Linked DNA regions of Mus musculus: all the other regions are linked to region 2. Evidence: chromatin contacts called from public Hi-C and targeted proximity ligation data. All regions are on one chromosome and are shown on one strand. The core of a region is the stretch at or near the end of the contact, and the rest is flanking DNA. Distances in the headings are between cores, read along the strand shown. Region 1 holds the start of Map3k11 (mitogen-activated protein kinase kinase kinase 11). Region 2 holds the start of Bad (BCL2-associated agonist of cell death). Region 3 holds the start of Ttc9c (tetratricopeptide repeat domain 9C).

Region 1 (2,857 bases), core at 259-2,758, 1.3 Mb before region 2:
GGCTGGGGGGCAGGACCTGGAGATGACAGTTAAGTTGGATCCTTTCTCACAAAACCCTTGCTCCCTTGAGGGTGTACCTGCCACCACTGTAAAGAACTAGGATTCATCGGTTTACAAAACTTCATCACCCCTTCATGCAACAGTACAAAGAGCCCTGTTAGGGGTAGCCCTCTGTTTAACCGGGTAGATTAAATGAGGCGCTCAAGGTCACTCCATGCAGAAAAGACTTGGTCTTTCCTCTATATAAAACCAAAGTAAACTCTACAGTGAACTCTACAGTGACTCGCTTCACTCCACGCCCCAGGACTCAAGATGCCCATCCCTCCAGACTACACTCCCTCTCGCCATAGTTACAGGTGGTGGCAGCCTCTCACCATGTACAGCAAGAAGGGAAAGATGAGCAAGAAGATCCAGACATAGAGATGGAAGCAGTTGGAGAAGGTGCTCTGATGCGGATCGAAGAACCATCCCCCAGTGAGCGAGGCCCACACCCCCTGGCGCAGGATCTGCAACACCTGAGACCCCATGGCCCAGCCGCTGCTGCGCACGCCCTCCTCCCGGGACCCTCATGGGGGCGGCCCCCGGCCCATGCCCCGCTGGCGCCCGAGGGTCCCGGGGTCCGACTTAGATTTCACGCCATGGCCTCCCCCAGACGGGGGAGGGGATTGGTAGGGTGAGGGCACAGGCAGGGGGCGGGGCCGGCCCAGGCAGTCAGCGGATCAGGCCGGGATACTGGGGTGGGACTGCATCAGAGGCGGGGCCTGGGCCCCCTCCGGTGGCCCAGAACTGTTGTAAAGCGCCGAGCCTGAAAGCAGGCGCAGGGCAAGGGCTGGGCACCCGTCGGCGGCATCCAGAGGTGGGCGTGGAATAGGTGCTCTCGGAGTGCCAGTGATAGGTCCCTTGGCTCCGGACCGGAGAAATCCTTGGGACCCTGAGGTCCACTTCCGGGGTCGCAGGTCACTCGCTTGGGGCTCTGCGTTCGCCCCGCTTCTACCGGTGCCGGCGCAAAGGGGAGGCCGGAAGAAGGAGCCGCGAGCTGCCAGCCTGCACTGGCGCATGCGCCCGTTAGAACCTGTTGGGACCCGGAAAAGGAAAACCTGGCGGCAGAAGTGCGCAAGCGCGGAGAAGTAGCGAAGTGACGGGATGCAGAGGTATCTTAGGCGCGCGCGCAGTCAAATTCTAGAGCCACCAAAATATGGGACGGCCGGGTGAGTCGCCATTGGGTAACGACTTGATGACTGGCGCAAAGCTTTTCCAATGCGTTACAGGAGGCGGGGAAAAGCTGGAGAATGGGACTCCTCACGGCTACTTCCAGTTTGCGTTACCGGGTCACACCCCCGACTTGGGCCGCCTCTCCTTAGTGCGAGACCGTAAATCATGGTTGTCGCTTGGCTTACGCCTCTACTTCCGGGTCAGAGCTTAGCCGAAGCAGAGAGTGATCCTGATCAGGCCTGAGTAGTCGAACAGGATGACATAGGCTTTCTTAAAGTAACAGACACAGGACAAGTGATGAACTAACGAAGAGGTTGTTGAAGGCCCTTCAACTCTGAATCTAATCCCGGGCAAAGTTCTGAACGACAGTTTCAGGTTTTTGCCTCTCGGGTGAAAGGAAGATAATTTTAAATGGTTCCAAGAGCTTCAAGTGTAAGCCGATTTTGAAGTCCCAAACTTCTCTGTTCACATCCCCCTCTAGCACTGAAAAGCAGGGTATCTTGTTATTTCATATATGGAAAGAACGAATCTTAAAGAGCTCTGCAACTTCGTAGCCAAGACCAGATTTTGGTTTTGAGGCAATCACAAGGGTGATTTGGCTGATGAGAATTCAGACACAAGGATTCTTCTCTGTCTTTGCAGAGATCCACTTCGACCGTGAGCAGAGGAGCACCTAACGTAAGGCTTAGAGTTGTGCCGGTGTGTTTGGGGGCGGGGGAGGCGGGAGGAACTACCTGGCCCGCCTTCTACCTCTCTTGGCCAACCTCCCCGGGAACTCCCGTGCACAGCTGCCGGGAGCCTCCGGGAGGGGAGCGGTGCAACCCGCCCACGTCATCTGATGCTGTTTCCTGCAGGAGGGAGAAGAGCGGAAAAAAGTGAAACTCCACCCTCCACCTCTGCCTCCCGCCCCCGGGGCCAAAGTACAAAGGGAGGAGGAAGAAGGGACCGGGGTCGGAGCTGTCGGGGCCCAAGGCACTAGCCCAAGAAGAGGTAGCTTCGGCTCAACTGGGGACTTTCTCTTACCTCTTGTGCCTGGAGACAACAACCAGAGTCCGGGCGCTGACCCTGGCAGGCCCCACCTTACGGTAGGCGGGCGCTGAAGCCAGGTTCCCAGGACTACTTCGGAACTGAGGGACTCTGCTGCTCCAATTCAGCCATGGTGAGGCGCCGGAGGCCAGTGGGCCCCACCCCTCCAGCCTGACCACACTGCCCTTGGTGCCCTCCTCCAAAAGCCCGAGATGCGGGGGGCCGGGAGGCGACACTCCTGGCTCCCCAGAGAGGCGTGGGTCTGGGGCTGAGGGCCAGGGCCCGGATGCCCAGGTTCCGGCTCTAGGGCCTCACAAGCCAGCGGGGGTGGATACCACGGGCACCCGAAGAAGGTCCCCCACACATTCCAACGCCGGCTCCCTGCCATGGAGCCCTTGAAGAACCTCTTCCTCAAGAGCCCGCTGGGGTCATGGAACGGCAGTGGCAGTGGGGGCGGCGGGGGTACCGGTGGAGTCCGGCCGGAGGGGTCTCCGAAGGCAACAGCAGCTTATGCCAATCCTGTCTGGACAGCCCTGTTCGACTATGAGCCCAATGGGCAGGACGAACTAGCCCTGAGGAAGGGCGACCGTGTGGAGGTGCTGTCCAGGGATGCAGCCAT
Region 2 (2,700 bases), core at 40-2,539:
CCCGCTCTCCCCCTCCCCAAGCTTGGTTCCTCTTTCCCCTCCAATAATCCGGATTGGGAGGCTTCTTCCTCTGTCCTCAAGATTCCAGACGTGTTCCCCCACCGCGTCCACCCTCAGCCCCGGTGAATAAGAGGAAGTCGATGTCAGGTCTCAGGCCGCTGCGGGGTAAGCGGGATCCGGTCGCCGGGACACCGGGCTCCAGCTCCCCGGCTCCCTCTGCTCCGCCCCACTCCTGCGCCTGCGCGGACGTCCGTTCGCTACGTAAACTGCGTAGCGACCGGCAGGGACTCCGAAGCCATGCGCCGCGCCCGGCGTGCATCTCTTCGAGAATCGCCGCAAGGTGCGCTGCCGGCGGGTGTCCCGGGTTACGGATGGCGGCGGGCGGCCGAGAGTAGAGCAGGCCGCACGCAGCAAGCACCTGGGCTACCAGTGCCATGGACCGCCAGCTCTTAATGTTTGGGGACTACCATTTCCCACGCTTAGATTCCCAAATCCACATCGCGTTCGGCGTGCCCATATGGGGGGCGGCAACGACTTCCCCGCACAGGGTCACTGAAGGAAACTTCCGCCCACAACCAAGATGGTACCCGGACCCCGCCCCCTAGCTTCTGTCTGCAGGCCCCGCGCTCCGGCCCGGGGCAGCGTACGCACACCTATCCTGGCAGCAGAGGCCCCTGGAGCCCCACGGCTCGCCTTCCTGGGCGCCCCGTCCCTTCTTCCGCACCCGGGCGGCCATCCTGCCGTAAAGGAGCTCCCGAAATGGCGCGGGGGGTTGTCCCCAAGACGGGCAGTGCAAGGCCTCCACGATCGGGAAGAAGGAGCTGGTCTTCCCATCCCGGTCACTCGGTCCAGGGGGAGCAATAACCATCGCAACGACCATTGCATCCGACGGCCGAGCTTCAGTGAACGGCTCTATAAGTAATCACTAAGCTGTTTACAGAGTTTTCACCAGCTCCCCAGGGAGGTGTCATTAACCCCATTTTACAGGAGGGAATTCGGGCCCAGAAGGGCTGGAGGACTTATCAGCCGAAGCAGGCCTCCAGGATCCAAATGGGAACCCCAAAGCAGCCCTCGCTGGCTCCTGCACACGCCCTAGGCTTGAGGAAGTCCGATCCCGGAATCCGGAGCCTGGGGAGCGACGCGGGAGGAAGGCGGTGGAGACCAGCAGGTCGGCGCAGGGGTGGGACCTGGCTTGGGGTGGCCCCGCCTCCAGGCCGACCCGGGATTTACTTCGAAAACTGATTGGGTCAGATCTGTGACAGTTCTCGTCGCCCAGGAAACTAGGGCCGGGCGCCCTTAGAACTGGAGGGAGGAGGCAGGCCCGGGTCAGGGGCCTCGAGATCGGGCTTGGGGTGAGACCTATTCCCGGTCCTAACGGGCAGGGGGAGCGCACTAGTGTCTGGACAGAGCTCTGAAGAGAGATTTAATATTCGGGCGACAGCCAGGCAGACTGAGCAGACAAATGAGGGATTGGGAAGATTTGGGGAGTTGAGCTACCGTGGTGGGAGAGGGAGACAGGAGTACCTCTCCTCTGCTTCTCATAAACACTGTTTGCCTAGCTGTGTAGTGAGTACTTCTTACCTTGTCTCTACAGCCCAGAGTATGTTCCAGATCCCAGAGTTTGAGCCGAGTGAGCAGGAAGACGCTAGTGCTACAGATAGGGGCCTGGGCCCTAGCCTCACTGAGGACCAGCCAGGTCCCTACCTGGCCCCAGGTCTCCTGGGGAGCAACATTCATCAGCAGGGACGGGCAGCCACCAACAGTCATCATGGAGGTAGGTTCCTCACTACCATTATCTGCCTGTCCCATGCCCCCTGACTCTCAGGTGCCCCTTACGTTGCTGTTGCAGCCATACTTCCTAAAGATTCTTGGGAAGCCCCAGATAGCTCCTTTCATCAGATTGCTTCTTCTACAAACCATCACTGGGCTAATTCACAGAGATGTATGGTATGCCCTTAATGATTAAGCTGACTCACTGAATGCTGAAAACAGACCCCCTTATTATGTCCCCAAGATCAGTGGGAGGTAAGCAGAGCCCCAAAGAAGTGACTTTTCTCTTTATTTATTTATTTATTCATTTATTTATTGTATGTGAGTACACTGTAGCTGTCTTCAGAAGAGGGCATCAGATCCCATTACAGATGGTTGTGAGCCACCATGTGGTTGCTGGGAATTGAACTCAGTACCTCTGGAAGAGGAGTCAGTGCTCTTAACCACTGAGCCATCTCTCCAGCCCAAGAAGTGGCCAGTAGGTCCGTTCGTTCGTTCGTTCTTTCTTTCTTTCTTTCTTTCTTTCTTTTTTTAAAATGATTATTTTTTGGTTTTTCAAGACAGGGTTTCTCTGTGTAGCTCTGGCTATCTTGGAACTCACTCCTACAGAAAAACCAATAAATAAATAATAATAATAAAAACTAATAAAAAAGGAAGAAGAAAGCTGAAGGTTAAAAGAAGGGATGGGGGAGGGGACTGGAAAAATGGCTCAGTGGTTCAGAGCATTTACTACCAGGCTGGCCTTGAACTCAGAAATCCTCATGTCTCTGCCTCCCAAGTGCTGGGATCAAAGGCGTGCACCACCGCCGCCCAGCTCAGTAGGTTCTTTCTTACTCTATGGCTCGCCTTCAGCCCGACTATTCTTGCCCAGATGGGACAGGCAGGTGACCCTAAGTGACAAACAAGAGCCGTGTGAAGCTGGAAAGTGTG
Region 3 (2,720 bases), core at 88-2,587, 1.9 Mb after region 2:
GGGTATTAGCACACATCACAGGCTAGTCTGGCTCTCAAACTTGAAGCCATTTTTCTACTTGGACTTCTCCAGTGCTGCAATTACAGGTGTTAGCATCATTCTTCGAAATAAACCCATTCTAGGTCCACCAAATCAAGATATCTGGGCTTTAGAGCCCAGGAAGTAGTTTCAGGTGAGGTTTGTGAAATCCCGCTTGCTTTTAGAATACTCTACAAATTGGAAACAGGTTTCAATCGACTGCTAAATAGCCAGGTGGCAGTGAAAAAGAACATCTTCCAATGTTCACAGGGCTTGATGATTCTATCTTTTTTGTTTGTTTTGCTTTTTGATACAGGGTTTCTCTGTGTAGCCCTGACTGTCCTGGAACTCACTCTGTATTTGAACTGCCTCTACCTCCTGAGTAGTGGGATTAAAGTCATGCTCCACCACTGCCCGGCCCTGCGGTCTTGATTCTCTGCCCACGCTCGTCCCATACTTACCAGCTAGGTTGTTGTAGCAGTGGGTCTGGATGGTGTGCAGTATGTTTTCTTGCTCCGGTGTGAGAGCTGGGCCCTGAGGTCCCAGACTAGAAAGAGGGGAAGGCAGACTTGGGTCCAGACCCCGCAGCTGAAGAAGAGCTCGATGGTACCTACTCACAGCATCTCGGTACTTTCCTTCCCGGTAGCGCTGGTTTCCTTCCTCCTTGTATACCTGAGCCTCCTGAAGGCGCTTCTCCATGACTGTTGGAACTGTTAAATGAAAGAGAAACTGAAGCAGTAGAATGGGATCAAAATAAATGATTAGAGCATCGATTTCGTAAGCAAGAAGCTCGCAGGGATGTGGGTTTTGCTGTTTTTACTAGTCCCATCTATTCTCCTGTGCTAGTTTTCAGTTTCCAGAAGTACCGCAAACTAAAAAAAGGAATGATGTGAGGATAGTGAGGCCATTGACCAAATGAGTTCCATTAGAAGAGATCCCGGCGTGATTACAGACACTAGGGAAATCCAAAGGCCCGACTAAACGTTCCAAGTGTGTGACCGCCCGCAAAATTCGTTTCCTTCTTTCTCTGAGGCACACCCCCTGACCTGGAAGAAGATGGAGTAGGCGGGAACAAGTGAAACAAGTCAAAAAGGCTTCGCTCCTTTCCAATCTCTTTATTTGTCCTTATCCAACAAACATTTGTTGATGGTTCTGCTGTTAATTGAGGAACCGAAGTGAGTGAGGCCTGAGTCTCCAGTCCACAAGTGAGGCACAAGAGGCCGGAAGCATTGTGCCCAACAACCGCACCACAGCGGAGGCCCAAGCCGGAAGACTCCTCCAGGAATTCGGTTTAAGTTGCAGGAGCACAGAGAGGAAGAGACCAGACCTGCCAGCAGTTTAGCCTCTAACGGGGCACGCGCATTGCGTCATGCCACCCAATCAGAAAGGAGTCTAGAAAAGTAATCCCGCAGAACCGGCCCCGCCTCCCCAGCGGACCAACCCGGAAAAAAAAAATTCCCGGCCACTTCTCCAATAGGAAAAAAAGCCGCACGATATCGGAGGACCAATCAGAGCAACAGACTACGATTCAAGCTGGCCAACGAGAGAAGGAAGGGGTGGGGTTGGCGCCTCTGTTGCTGGGTAGATGTTTAAGCACAGAAAGAGGTCCCGGCATTGCTCTCTCCCTCTCTCTCTCTCCCTTGATGCTGGAAAGGCCTTTCCCTCCTGGCTACGAAAACCCTGCACCACCCATCCTTCCAGCTTGGCTTCGGTTACTAGTCTCAGAAGTTACAGTCAAAGAATAAGCAAGAGAGGACATCGAGTAAGCCCTAGGGTGCTCCGGTAATTGGGAGCGGGCAGGAAGTAAGAGACCTGAGATGGGCGGGACTCCGGCGCGACTGCGCAGAGCCTACGACTGAAGTACGGAAAGAGGAGCGCGCTCACGCTTCCGTGCTACGAGGCACTTGAGCCGCAGCCAGCCTTGCCCGACTCAGGCCCCTGTGCGGCTGCGCGGTTAGGCCGCTTGCGCTGATTGGCCCGGATCTCTGAGAGGAGGGAGGGGAAGTGAGGGAACTCCGTCGTCCTCGGCGCGCACTCCCCCGCGGTCGAGTACAGAGTGTGTCGGAAGCTGCTCCTCGCCGTCTTGTTTTGCGCTCAGTGAGCCGAAAGGGGCAGGGCAGGAGGAAGGCGACATAAACACGCCGCGAAGACAGCGCGGCCTCTGCCTCTGTGTGCGTGCGCTTGCTAGCGCGGGCTCAGTGCTGGCGCGGGAGGCGGAGGCGGGCGGCGGCGGCGCCTGCGCGGTCGGGCTCGGTCGACAGTTCGCAGGGGAGGAGGCGGCGGGAGGCGGAGGAGGCGACGGCGGCGATGGAGGTGAAGCGGCTGAAAGTGACCGAGCTGCGGTCGGAGCTTCAGCGGCGGGGCCTGGATTCGCGCGGCCTCAAAATGGATCTGGCGCAGCGTCTTCAGGAGGCACTGGATGCTGAGATGCTGGAGGACGAGGCCGGCGTTGGTGGGGCCGGGCCCGGTGGGGCCTGCAAGGCGGAGCCTCGGCCTGTGGCCGCGTCGGGCGGAGGCCCGGGCGGGGACGAGGAGGAGGAGGACGACGACGAGGAGGAGGACGAGGAGGCGCTGCTTGAGGACGAAGACGAGGAACCACCACCTGCTCAGGCTTTGGGCCAGGCCGCGCAGCCGCCTCCGGAGCCCCCGGAGACGTCAGCCATGGAGGCCGAGTCCGAAGCTTCCGACACACCGGCGGAGGC

Evidence for each region. Hi-C and Micro-C count contacts between places; a contact is called where the count stands out from the background.
Region 1: a contact with region 2 is called in a Hi-C map of B cells, with 5 read pairs. A contact is called at or near these places in 2 of 484 Hi-C or Micro-C datasets (B cells and embryonic stem cells) and 1 of 130 datasets of targeted methods (pancreatic cancer cells).
Region 3: a targeted proximity ligation map of pancreatic cancer cells shows a contact between it and region 2. A contact is called at or near these places in 1 of 484 Hi-C or Micro-C datasets (B cells) and 1 of 130 datasets of targeted methods (pancreatic cancer cells).

What each region holds. Positions count from the first base shown.
Region 1 is chr19:5,687,623-5,690,479 of GRCm38.p6, forward strand. Map3k11 (mitogen-activated protein kinase kinase kinase 11) reads left to right here and starts at 1,509. Exons shown (of 12, transcript NM_022012.3): 1 at 1,509-1,644; 2 at 1,855-1,890; 3 at 2,067-2,857. The coding sequence starts at 2,625. Pcnx3 (pecanex homolog 3) reads right to left here and starts at 1,286. Exons shown (of 35, transcript NM_144868.3): 1 at 375-1,286; 2 at 1-16. The coding sequence starts at 527.
Region 2 is chr19:6,941,273-6,943,972 of GRCm38.p6, forward strand. It overlaps Bad (BCL2-associated agonist of cell death), which reads left to right and starts at 1,290. Exons shown (of 4, transcript NM_001285453.1): 1 at 1,290-1,352; 2 at 1,595-1,774. The coding sequence starts at 1,603. It also overlaps a transcript of Gpr137 not described here.
Region 3 is chr19:8,817,957-8,820,676 of GRCm38.p6, forward strand. It overlaps Ttc9c (tetratricopeptide repeat domain 9C), which reads right to left and starts at 1,338. Exons shown (of 4, transcript NM_027412.3): 1 at 1,065-1,338; 2 at 480-728. The coding sequence starts at 717. It overlaps Hnrnpul2 (heterogeneous nuclear ribonucleoprotein U-like 2), which reads left to right and starts at 1,445. Exons shown (of 14, transcript NM_001081196.1): 1 at 1,445-2,720. The coding sequence starts at 2,326.